2 separate regions of the Rattus norvegicus genome follow, and region 2 is linked to region 1. The links are chromatin contacts, called in public Hi-C maps. All regions are on one chromosome and are shown on one strand. The core of a region is the stretch at or near the end of the contact, and the rest is flanking DNA. Distances in the headings are between cores, read along the strand shown. Region 1 holds the start of Pid1 (phosphotyrosine interaction domain containing 1). Region 2 overlaps Dner (delta/notch-like EGF repeat containing).

The links. Hi-C and Micro-C count contacts between places; a contact is called where the count stands out from the background.
Region 2: a contact with region 1 is called in a Hi-C map of frontal cortex, with 2.1 times the contacts expected there. The contact joins the enhancer-like site here to the promoter of Pid1 in region 1. A contact is called at or near these places in 5 of 12 Hi-C or Micro-C datasets (the A7r5 cell line, the Rat2 cell line, Schwann cells and 2 more).

Annotation. Positions count from the first base shown.
Region 1 is chr9:92,948,559-92,954,120 of GRCr8, reverse strand. It overlaps Pid1 (phosphotyrosine interaction domain containing 1), which reads left to right and starts at 2,953. Exons shown (of 3, transcript NM_001379478.1): 1 at 2,953-3,211. The coding sequence starts at 3,182.
Region 2 is chr9:93,217,584-93,223,145 of GRCr8, reverse strand. The region is part of intron 4 of Dner (delta/notch-like EGF repeat containing); the gene reads left to right. Among named protein-coding and RNA genes, the nearest start is that of Dner, 130 kb to the left of the region's middle. Within about 2 kb of position 2,760, at least 5 of the 93 cell types and tissues checked have an H3K27ac peak or open chromatin away from gene starts, as enhancers often do.

The sequences.
Region 1 (5,562 bases), core at 1,704-4,203:
GGATGGACAGTTAGAAAGTGAGGATTCAACTTGGGACTTCCCCTCGTCCTAGCTCATTTCCAATGTTTATTCTGATTCACATGTACTTCTACAAATGCACTAAAGTTACACATTTTATTCAGTCTACTTTGAAAACATAATTGTATCCTAGATACTTCTCACACTTTGAAGTCATGGTTTTAGTGACTACATGGTATCTTAATGCATTTTTCCGATGTTGGACCAAAACTTGTTTACCATTATCCTGGTGTGAACATTTAGGTTGCTTAGATTAGGGCTTAAGACTCTGAATTAGATCAAATCCGGTTTAATAAAATGGCTGAGGAGGTTTGTAATCATTTTCTGGATCACATATGTCTTTCCCCCCCTTTGTTATTTTCCTTGAACTTGTATTTATTAACATGATCCGACCTGCTTGGATAATTGGCAGCGATTAAATACATGGAATTAGGCACGTACTTATATGCATTTGATGTTTTCATTCGCAGCAACCAAACCCCCTTTGAGTACTCCAGGAGTGGTTCCTTGCCAAGAACAAAACTGTTTGCCCCTAAAAGAGAGCATTTTCTGAATGACCAGGAAGGGATCCCTTAGAAGTAGCAGGGCCTTGCTGGGAGGGACCTACATGCACATCCCAACTCTGACCAGTAGATGGCTCTATTTCATTCACCCTCCACTGCAGGTTCCTCCTGAATGGGAACACTTGAACCTATGAGTGGGAGGGGTCCCTTTTGTCACCCACCCCCATCCCATACCTGGCCTCTTTTTCCTCCTGTCACCTAGTTTCCTATTCACTGCCTAGGGGAAGTCAGGACAAGTGATTTGGATCCAAATGTATCCAATGCTTCACAAAGTGGAAACTGGTGGTGACTGTTGGGCTGAAAGCGAAAGCTCCTTTTCTTTAAATAGCACCGTGCTCACAACTAGAGGCCGTATTAACTGAGTCATAACAATTAATTACATTCGGGGAGGCGAGAAGACGGGATTTAATGCTCTAATGCGATTTGAATGTAGGCTGTTATCCCACCCCACTGCTATTTAAAACAAAATCCCTTTTTTCTTTTCCTATGAAAGTATCTGCAACTAAAGATGATTTCAAAGCTTGTCTGAAGACATCCTTGGCAACTGAAGATTCCTATTTTAGCTGCCTGAGGGGTTTCATGTGTATGTCTGGAGTCGCTAGATTTTATTAAATGAATTGCATCTCTTTCAATTTGGGGATACGATTAAGGAGAAGTAGGAGAAGGGGAAGACATCAGGAATTTTCTAGGTGTTAAAGCACACAGGGGGAACTAGTTATTAGGGAAAGGGGAGGGGGATTTATCTGAAAATGACAGGGACCATATCAACAAAGCTGGAAGGTATGTCTTTATACAGGGTGGGCAGTTTTTGTTTGTTTTATTTTTATTTATTTTTTTCAAGAAAGGTTCAGAGCATGTACCTGCAGCTCAGAAAGGGCTGAGAAGGTCCAATTAAGTGGGAGAGCACTGTGGATGCCTGGTGGGATAAAGACAAGCTTGTTTCATCCCTGTGGCTTTACCATCGGCTCAGCGGGACACCCAAAGTCCTGGGTGTACCTGAGAGAGATCTTGAAGTCCTATGACTGGAGCATTGGGTCTGAATATCAGCTATGTGCCTCACATGGCAGTGTGTACCTTGGGAAATGGGACTTCTGTCCAAATGAGGAGTAGACTCTGGAATATTTTATTTTGTGGACAGCACTCCACCTGTGCAGGATAGGGAAGAGAAATGGTTTATCCCAGGCCAGGAGCTGACTTTGATTTCGAATGGGCTGTGAGAGGTCTCAGTGCTTTCCTCCCAGCCCTGTTGAGCGCCGGATCTTGCCTGGCAGTAGTTTGGGTCCATGTTCTCCCTTCGCCCCTCTCTATTTGCTCTGCCTCATAAGCTCTTCCACACATCTTGCTCCCACTTTCTTCCTCAACTCTGCGATACAGGTTCCTCTCCCAACTCTGTCAAGCTCCCTCAGAGTTTCTGTCTCAGACAGGTTTGCTTCCTGTGATGTATCCCTGGCCAAGAACTTCGTCCTTCATGCCATCCACGTGCATCGTTGAGGCCAGTGTCTGGCCTTGTGACCCAAATTCATCACGCCTCATTTGTCTCACCCGCACTCTGGGGATAGATAGTAATATTTATCACGCAGAAGGCCCTAGAGGGTGGGAGCAGGCTTGCACAGAAGGTTAACACTTGCCTGGGAACCTAAGACCTGGGAGGTCAGTATGGTGGCCCCATGGGTTCTCAGAGCCGAGTTAGCACCTGGAAGATCTGGAGAAGGATGCTCGTTGGTGAGCTATGTGTCCTGTCTCTCAAGGCTCTCAGATCTTTTATCCAGCGGAGTCCCGCGCATGTCAATGCCTCTTGACTTTGTGTCTTAAGGATGCACTCCTCTGCTTTTCTCTCTACATCAGTTCTTTTGCTTTTCTTCCCAACATTTATGACCAGCAGGTCTTTCCTCCATCACCACCATCTCCCTCACGTAATATAAGCTCAGCAGAGGGGGTGTGCTCTTGTCCCTTACTGAGCACCACTGTATCTCCAGAACTTAGTGAAGCAGGTGGAACATAACTCAGTCAACCCAAGGGATCAAAGCTCTTCCATACATGTCCCAAGTTATTCAGACACCTCCCCCACCGCCCCCTGAATGAAAACCCCCGGGGAGGGGCATCGCTATCTTTCCACCAGGCCCTTTCTCCCTGGGTCACTTTGTGCCTTTTCCCAGATCCGGTACCAACTTAGGGACTTGACCAGCTTCTAGCCTCTCCAGGGTTTTCAGGACGCCAGGGTCTGAGGGGTACAGACCCCATAGCCCCAGGCGCCGGTTCCCCCCTGGCAGAAGCCCGCCCGGGCATGCTCAGACCGCGCAGGTCCGGGCGGCGGCGGGGGGAGGAGGGAGCGGCCGTGGCGCTGGGGCCCGGGCGGAGCTGCGCAATCGTCTGAGCTGCGCACCGACTGGCGGCCGGAGCGGAGCCCACAAGTTGCCGGCAGCGGAGCGCCGCCTCGTCCCGCTCTCAGCTCCTGCGCCCACCGGGCTGCGGCCGGCGCCAGGACGCTCAGCCTGCAGACGCTGACCCCAGATGTGACAGCGGGACCGCAGCTCCCTCTCCTTCCGGGCGCAACCCACAGAGTCTCGCCAGCGTCTCTGCCAAAACCCCAAGGCTGGAAGATGTGGCAGCCGGCTACTGAGCGCCTGCAGGTAAGGGGCACCCGAGAGGCCCCGGGGCCAGCCTGGAAGAGGAGGTGCTGGGTTGATGTAGCCAAGGTGATGCTTTGGCTCATTTTCAGGGATCTACACCCCCATTACACCCCTCCCCAAGACCCCTCATCTCCACAATTCTGTAAGATTCCTCTATGGGAACTGGATGCTTGTGTGCTCAGCCCAGAGCTCCGAACTGATCCAGGGTCATTGGATGATGAAATTGATTAAGGGGCTGCTTCCAGCCTTACAACTTTTGGCCTGGAGGTGTTGGTGCGTGTGTTGATATAAATAACATTAGACTTTCTGAACAGCATTAAAGGTTGCATCCCGCTGACACAATTTACTGGTTGGGGTTAGGATATTTGAATTCAGATCCCCCCTCTCTCTCTCTCTCTCTCTCTCTTTTTTTTTTTTTTTGTCTCTAGGAAAAGACAGAACAAATGATTTGTGAAAGCACGCATTTGCCAATATAATTTGGAAATGTCGAGCTTGGTTTGGCTTGGTCGTGGTATGCGACATATTTTCTTTTTCCCTTATTCATTGGCACTCTCTCCCCTTCATGTCCCCTAAATCCAAGCTTCTGCAGATATTTGAAAGGCAAAAGTTAATTTCAGCCAGGAATGGGGATGTCCCGGCTCATCCCACCAAAAGTTTTTCATTGCTGTCCCTTGACATGCCACGGGGTCTTTGATTTAGTTTCTGAAACTAGGCAGCTGGGAGAGCAAGGTAACACAAGAAAAAGGGGAGTTTCCCCAGATAGGACTCATTCAGTGACACTTTGGTCCTTGGGATGGCCCTGGCTGAAAGATTTGATGACTGCCATTTGCTCCCAAATACTCTCCAGGGGGACAGCAGCCATTCTCTAAATCCTGCAGCTAGACTTTTGGCAGACTCCGGGCTACACTGTTGTGTAGTAAACTTTGAAGAAGTGTTTAAGTGGTAAAAGTACAGTGGGATGAGTATTGTCTGGAGACTTAGGTTAGAGAGGCCAGGATCCTGGCTGACTTGGGAGGGTTCTCAAAGAGCATTCCAAGCTCCAAACGCAGACAGCCCCTCAAATGCTCAGCAAAGCCAACCCTGCCTCCCAGTCTTTATCCACAGTGTGAGCCTGCAGAGGGCATTGCATTTCAGAGAACCAGATTGCCCTCACCTCACACACAAAAAAAGGCCCTTCCCAATGGTCTCCAGGGCGGTAGCTTAGGGCGAGCATGTTCCCACTTATAGAGAGACCTGGATTCCAGGCCAATCCCTTCAGGTCTCAAACAGATTAAATCAACCCACTTGGCTAGCTTTGGAGTTGAAGACGTGGTGCCCAGTCTCCTGACCCCCTCTCTAGTTTATTAAGAGAACATCTGAGTACCCCCGGGGCAACTGGCACAAGGTAATCTAAGTATATTTTATAAATGGTATCAGATGTCACTGGTGCATTTGAATTTCTCTCTTGGTTCAAGGCCTGAATTCGATTCTAGAGAATCAGAACGAGTGAGTGGAGGTGGTACCTGCCATCCAAGTGCTGAGAATAGGTCTTGGAAGCCCTTTTAGAGATGTAGTCACGGGCCCTCAAGGTGGTGTGTGTTGCCTGGACTCCTCTGAGGTATTTGTAGATTTTCATCTGTTAAAATTATTTTTCCTGGACCATTTCATTCCTCTCAGCTTTGCAGCTTATGACCCTTGGCGGGCAAGTAGTCTGGTGCTAATCCTCTGTGGATATTCTTCCTTGATTGACAAGTTTCCTTGCCCTTCTGGAAAACATGCAGATGTATTTTGTCGTGAGCATCTTAGTTAGGGTATACTGTGAGTTTGCTTTGTATTTCAAGGGGCTGTGTTCAAAGAGCCTGGATTTTAGGTTTCGAAAAGCTGTAGTAAACAGGGTTCATCACTGTGGAATAGCCTGGCTCTGTTGCAGGTGAATAACTACAGCCAGGACCACTGCATGGCTCCAGATTTAAAAATCAATCTTAAGTCTTGAGGTTCCTAAAAGCAAGCCAAACTGGGAGTATGTTCTTCCCGCTCATGGCTTCTTCCCAAATCGCTCCTGCATTCTTCTTAAAGACATGTAGTTTATGCATTTCTTTGCTTCTTTGAGAGGAAGCTCTTGAGGCTGAGCTGGTGGGAGGGTTGCTTGTGAGAAGTCCTTAGGCTGCTTGCCTCAGTGTCTCTGTCAAATGGTTGTCTTTGTAGTGTCTTTGCTGTCTGAGATGGTCTCCAGCTCCCTGTGGCTCTCCAGGTATAATCATATAGATACAATAGCTCCTGGTTCTGATGTGTTTCCATGCTCAGATACAAGGGCATGGACAAGATAATGGTGGTAGTATTGGGTAGGGAAGATCAGTGAGCCCCGCTTTTCA
Region 2 (5,562 bases), core at 1,511-4,010, 270 kb before region 1:
TTTAATGTTATCAGCATGTAGGGGCTTATAAGTATTCTTTCCATGATTGGTATTACTATGTAAGCGAAGACTTAGCCTAGAATTCATGTTTTTCCAAGTACTGACACAACCCACCGGCATCATTATTTGTTGGCCCCCCTTGCTGACTGTGGTGATGAACTCAGTATACGGTACAGTTCCACCCTGGGCATGCAACATGCTGCAGCAGGCAGGCTGGGGCTCCAGGGCCCTGCTGTGGTGGGATTGGGGCAAGGGGCAAGCATAAAAGGAAGGAAGTGTTCTCTCACCTTCCAAGATAGTCCCAGGAGGCAGCCTCCATAGCTAGGTGGACCTGGTAGGTCTAAAAGAGATTCTTTTAAATGTCCCAGGGAGTCTTTAAGACACTTAAAACTGATGCTAATCAAGAAGTAGATTAGGGTAGAGTAACTCCTGTCTGTGTGAGCCTGCTTGAAGTCCCTCACTTGTGAAGTCACCCCTGTGAGGCACTAAGGGGCTTCTGCAGTGTTTGAGCCTCTGTTTCAGAGTTTCAAAGGACAAACAGCAGATACTTCTGAATCTGAACCCAGGGATCAGGTTGGGGATTTTCTTGGTTCCATGAAACAAACACAAGGTTTTTCTATTAAGCTATTGGTTTTTCCTTTCTCTGCCTCTCCATTCTGTCAATTTTCTTTCCCTCTTCCTTAGCCTTTTATTTTAAAAAAGTAAAGATAATGGGATTTATGTTTAGATTAATTTGGAAAAATGAAATCCTAAAGAATTATTATTATATTTTAAAGTTTTTTTTTTTTTTTTGAGACAGGTTCTTGCTGTATGGGTGAGCCCCACCTAAGACCAGGCTGACCTTGAACTCACAAAGATCCACCTGCCCTTGCCTCCTGAGTGCTGGGAATAAAGGTATTCACCACTACCACTGAGCTTGGGTTCTTCTAACTAAGAGACAACCCTTGGGGCTCTGGCCAGCAAACTTCCCAAAACATTCCTTAGCTCTGTTAGTAAAAATGTCAACCAGGAAAGTACATTTCTGATTACCTCTTTGCAATCTAGTTTCTGGGCTATGGCAACATCTCTTTTATTTCTTCTTTCTTAGGAGCTAGGGCAAGAGGGGAATGGAGGGGGGTACAGGGGACCAGAGGGAGACAGGGGAGGCAAGGGACAGAACTGAGGTGCACAGAGATGCTCCGGAGTGCTTAGGTTATGAAGTCATGGGACACAGAGTCTCTTTCAGAGAAGCAAAGCTATTTTTCCGTTTTACTCCTTTTTACAAGGTAAGAGGCTATATCATTTATTTCTTATTAGAGAAATGTAGATGGAAGAAAGACAGAAGAATGGGAACTTCCTTTCTTGCAGCCCCTCCCGTTGACAGCCATGTTAGCACTCTGTGAGGTCCCCTCATACATTGCTTCTTGCGTACAGCGTGTACACACACAGGAGAGCACGGTCACGCACGTGTTGGCTATCTGTTCTTCCCACTCCATGTCTTATTGGCATTCTTTTATGTGAGTGAGTACAAATTTACAGAATTGCTTTAATGGTTGAATATTGAATCAAAATATATTTTATTTAACCAGTATGCTAATGTTGAACAATTAGTGAATAATACCCCTGTCTTAGTCAGGGTTTCTATTCCTGCACAAAACATGACCAAGAAGCAAGTTGGAGAGGAAAGGGTTTATTCAGCTTACACTTCCACATTGCTGTTCATCCAAAGGAAGTCAGGACAGGAACTCATAACAGGGCAGGAACCTGGAGGCAGAAGCTGATGCAGAGGCCATGGAGGGGTGCTGCTTACTGAATTGCTTCCCCTGGCTTTCTCAGCTTGCTCTCTTATAGAACCCAAGACCACCAGCCCAGGGATGGCACCATCCACAATGGGCTGGGTCCTCCCCCCTTGATCACTAATTGAGAAAATGCTTCACAGCTGGGTCTCATGAAGGCATTTCCTCAAGGGAAGCTCCTTTCTCTGTGATAACTCCAGCTTGTGTCAAGTTGACACACAAAACCAGCCAGTACAACCCCCTTCCCCTCGCCACTCTCTTTTCCTCCCATTCTTCCCTCTCTCCCTGCTTTCCTTCCTTCTTCTCCCTTTTCCGGTCCTGCCCCATGCTCCTTTCCCTTCCTTTTCTTCCTCTTTTCCTTCCTGCTTTTATTCCTCCTTTCTCTTTCTTTCAGCTCCCTTCCTTCCTCCTCTTTTGATCAATTTTTAAGCATGTCTATAACTGTAGCTGAACAGTTTTTGATACAGATCATGGGACTGCCCTTACCCTTTCTCCGGTTCCCACTCAAGCGACGACGTACTGCTGAGAACCAGCGTCTCCTTTCCTCTGTCCACATTTAGTAAGATGCTGTCTCAACACACCTCACAGCAGCTCCTCACCAGCCTGACTTGGAGGAGAGTGGCTGAAACAGTTTCCTGACAAGGGAAACTTTAAGTCACAGTATCACTTTAGAAGGGTGGTCATTGTCACAGTCGTCATTATACTTGTGCATTAGGGTGAATGTGAAGAAGCGGAGGGGAGGGGAGAGAACCAACTCTCACCTGTTCTCTCGGCACCACCACACTGTCCAACATGGGGGATGGCTGCTCACGTGACACACAGAAGGATCCGGTCCCTGGGTGCTCATGTGACACACGGAAGGATCTGGTCCTTGACTCCAGTTCACCTCCTGTGCACTAATTTTACTTTGCTGTCTCCTGACAGTAGATACTTAAGTCCCTTCTGTCACAGACCTCATACAAAGTGAGGAAGCTTCATAAACTGGGTCAGAGCACATTCCATAAAAGACAAATATTTGGAAAAGCTATCAGGGAGGTTTTAGAGAACAACACTGAGTCCCGCCCCACCCCCAAATCTCCACTCGTAACTTTTTCAAAGGCTGTGGATATAAAACACAGAGTAGTAAGTAAACAGACTGAAGAAGGCCATGTCAGCAGGACAGTTTTGTCCAGCTCTGGGTAAGGCATATAAAGGACTGGGATTGTGCTTCCAAAAACCTCTCTTGTGCACTCATGTCTGAGACTCTCCCTGACATTTGAGTTTCTGAATGCTGGAGTATTTTTGGTTTCACAGGCACGGTTAACAAGCAACGCTCTCACAGCTGTCTTGTTTTAACGCCGTAATTGTGAGCTGACCTACAAAAGTTATGCTTGCCTGGTAGACAAATGGAAAAAAAATCTCCTTAAATAAATACACTGACAAATTCTGTTAGGCGAAGTGGCTAATAATGGGAGACTCTAGAACATGCCCAATGAGACACGGGGCCCTCAGTATCTACACATCTCAGCAAGCATCAGTAAATGGATTTCCATACATAGGGCATTGTTGTTAAATCTGGGATGCAAAGAAATGTATGATGCTTATCTCTGACTTGAGAGACTTCTGCTTCAGGCCCATGGGATAGATATTCTTATTAAATAAGCCACATAAATCCTGTGGTCCTGCTGCCCACTCTTGCTGATAAAACTACATTCAAATCAATGCACTATAGCAGCCAAGTTGTGAATTAAAACACTTTGAACCTTGATTTGTCTTCAAGAGGAATTGTGGAGAGGGTGGAAATGCAGCTCTATTAGGCAACAGATCGCACTGACCTTGCTTTCTCAGTTTCTACGTGCTTGGCATACCCACTTTCTGAAATCCTCTTTTTGATCTCCAAGTCTATCCATTTTCATCCCCACCCCTAGCCAAGTATCCGGTCTTGGTGGCTTTTCTATCCTCTCTCATTTTCTCTTGTACCTTTTGTGTCAGCGCACACAAATGGTGTTTGGCTGCGCATGGTTCTCTTTGTTTCTCATTGCCTATGTTCCCCACTGAATAGAGTGTAACCAGGACCTTGTTCCATAGTTGAGACTTCTTCCTGCTTAAAGCCAAACTAAGGGGGCAACTGGAAAAATTCACACAGCAGGCGATTGCTGGTAAGATGTCAATGCTTTTTCGATGATGTTGCATACAGAGAGATGAAAAAGCAAAGACATGTATATTAAATATTAGAGAGTCATACAATCAATTCAAAGGCTGAGTGAATTTAGGAGGGGAGAATATTTACATATTAAGTTACTGTCCTCATTGATCAAATATCTGACAAGATGCACCCTAGAGGAAGAAGGGTTTATTTTGGTCCCTCATGTTTAGGACAGCATGGTAGCAGGACCAGCTTCTGGGAGCCTAAGGATGCTTACTCTTGTCTCAGTGCATCAGAAAACAGACATAGAAGAATGACGGGCCTCCTCAGGCTTTCTCCTTTTCTTTCTTTAATTCAAACCCCCTACCCCTGGATAGTTGTCCTACACTTAGGGTGAGTCTTCTTTCCTCTGTGAAAGCCCTCTTGAAACATCCCCACAGGCACATTGAGCTATGTGTTCTCCTGGTGATTCTAAATCCAATCAAGTTGACAGAGATGATTAATCACGACAGTGTCCAGTTATCAAGGGTTTAAACCTGAGCCATACCTTGAACTGGGTCTTGAACAAAAAGCTGGAAAAGGCATGAATGACTTCATGGGGGAGTGGGGGATGGGCATGGCATTTGCTAACAGCAGAGCGTGTTGTCTGTGCCCGTGGATTTCGACAATAAAGTTGGAAGGTTATGAGAAGCCTGGGTGGAACCAGAAAGGGGTCACTCCTGTGTTAGGGCTTAGGTTTAGCTCACAGGCAGGAGGAGCAGGTGGTGACAGTGACACTGGGGTACATGCTGAGTACCTCAGAGGAGCTTTTGATGGTAGAAAACAAAAACAGGGTCAGGTGAGGTGGCAGCAAGTGTTAGGGACTTTCTCACATTAGGGTTTTGTATGCCTGTGTTTCTCTCTCTCTCTCTCTCTCTCTCTCTCTCTCTCTCTCTCTCTCTGTTCTCAGCAACTGGAATAGATAAGATCAAATCGGAGAAAAGGCTCTGCTTCTGTTGAGTTTAGATGCGGTAGTAATGTTCTGAAGGCACTGAGAAGGCAGGACCCCAGCGGAGGAGGAGCAGACGGGCTCTGTCTTGGTAGCTTTGTGCCTGGAGGCTGGGGCTATTGGGAAAGGAACATGGTGGGGAAGGGGAGAAAGGGAGATCCTCAGAGATGCACTGCTTTGTGGCTGTGCTCAGCATAGACTGGAAAGCCAGGCAGAGAGGACTGAGGACAAGCAGGGAGATGAAGAGAAGGGTGGGATGGGACTTGGGAGAAAAAAGCAGATTCAGTCGCCTCAGGGGTTGAGATCAGATTTCTATCAGTGGTCATGATTCCTCCGTGGCTTCTCTTATGTGGCAGCTTTATTCTTCTGGTCATTCTAACCCAGGCTTTGATTTCATTCTTCCTAATCCACTCATCAGGAAGTGTCTTGGTCTCAAACATCATCAAACCCCAATGGATTCCCTCCTGCCTTTACCTCTCCACAGTGTGCTGCTACTGCCCACTCTCCGGTACCTGGGCAGTTGTCGATCTCCCAGCATGGGTTTCCTGTGTCCACCTCTGGCCCCAACATCTGAGCCATATTGGTGAAGGCCATTTGCACAGTCCCTTCTGCTCACAGTTCTTCAATGGCTTCCCTGTCCCTCGGAGAGAAGCTAAGACCTAGCAGCTCATAAG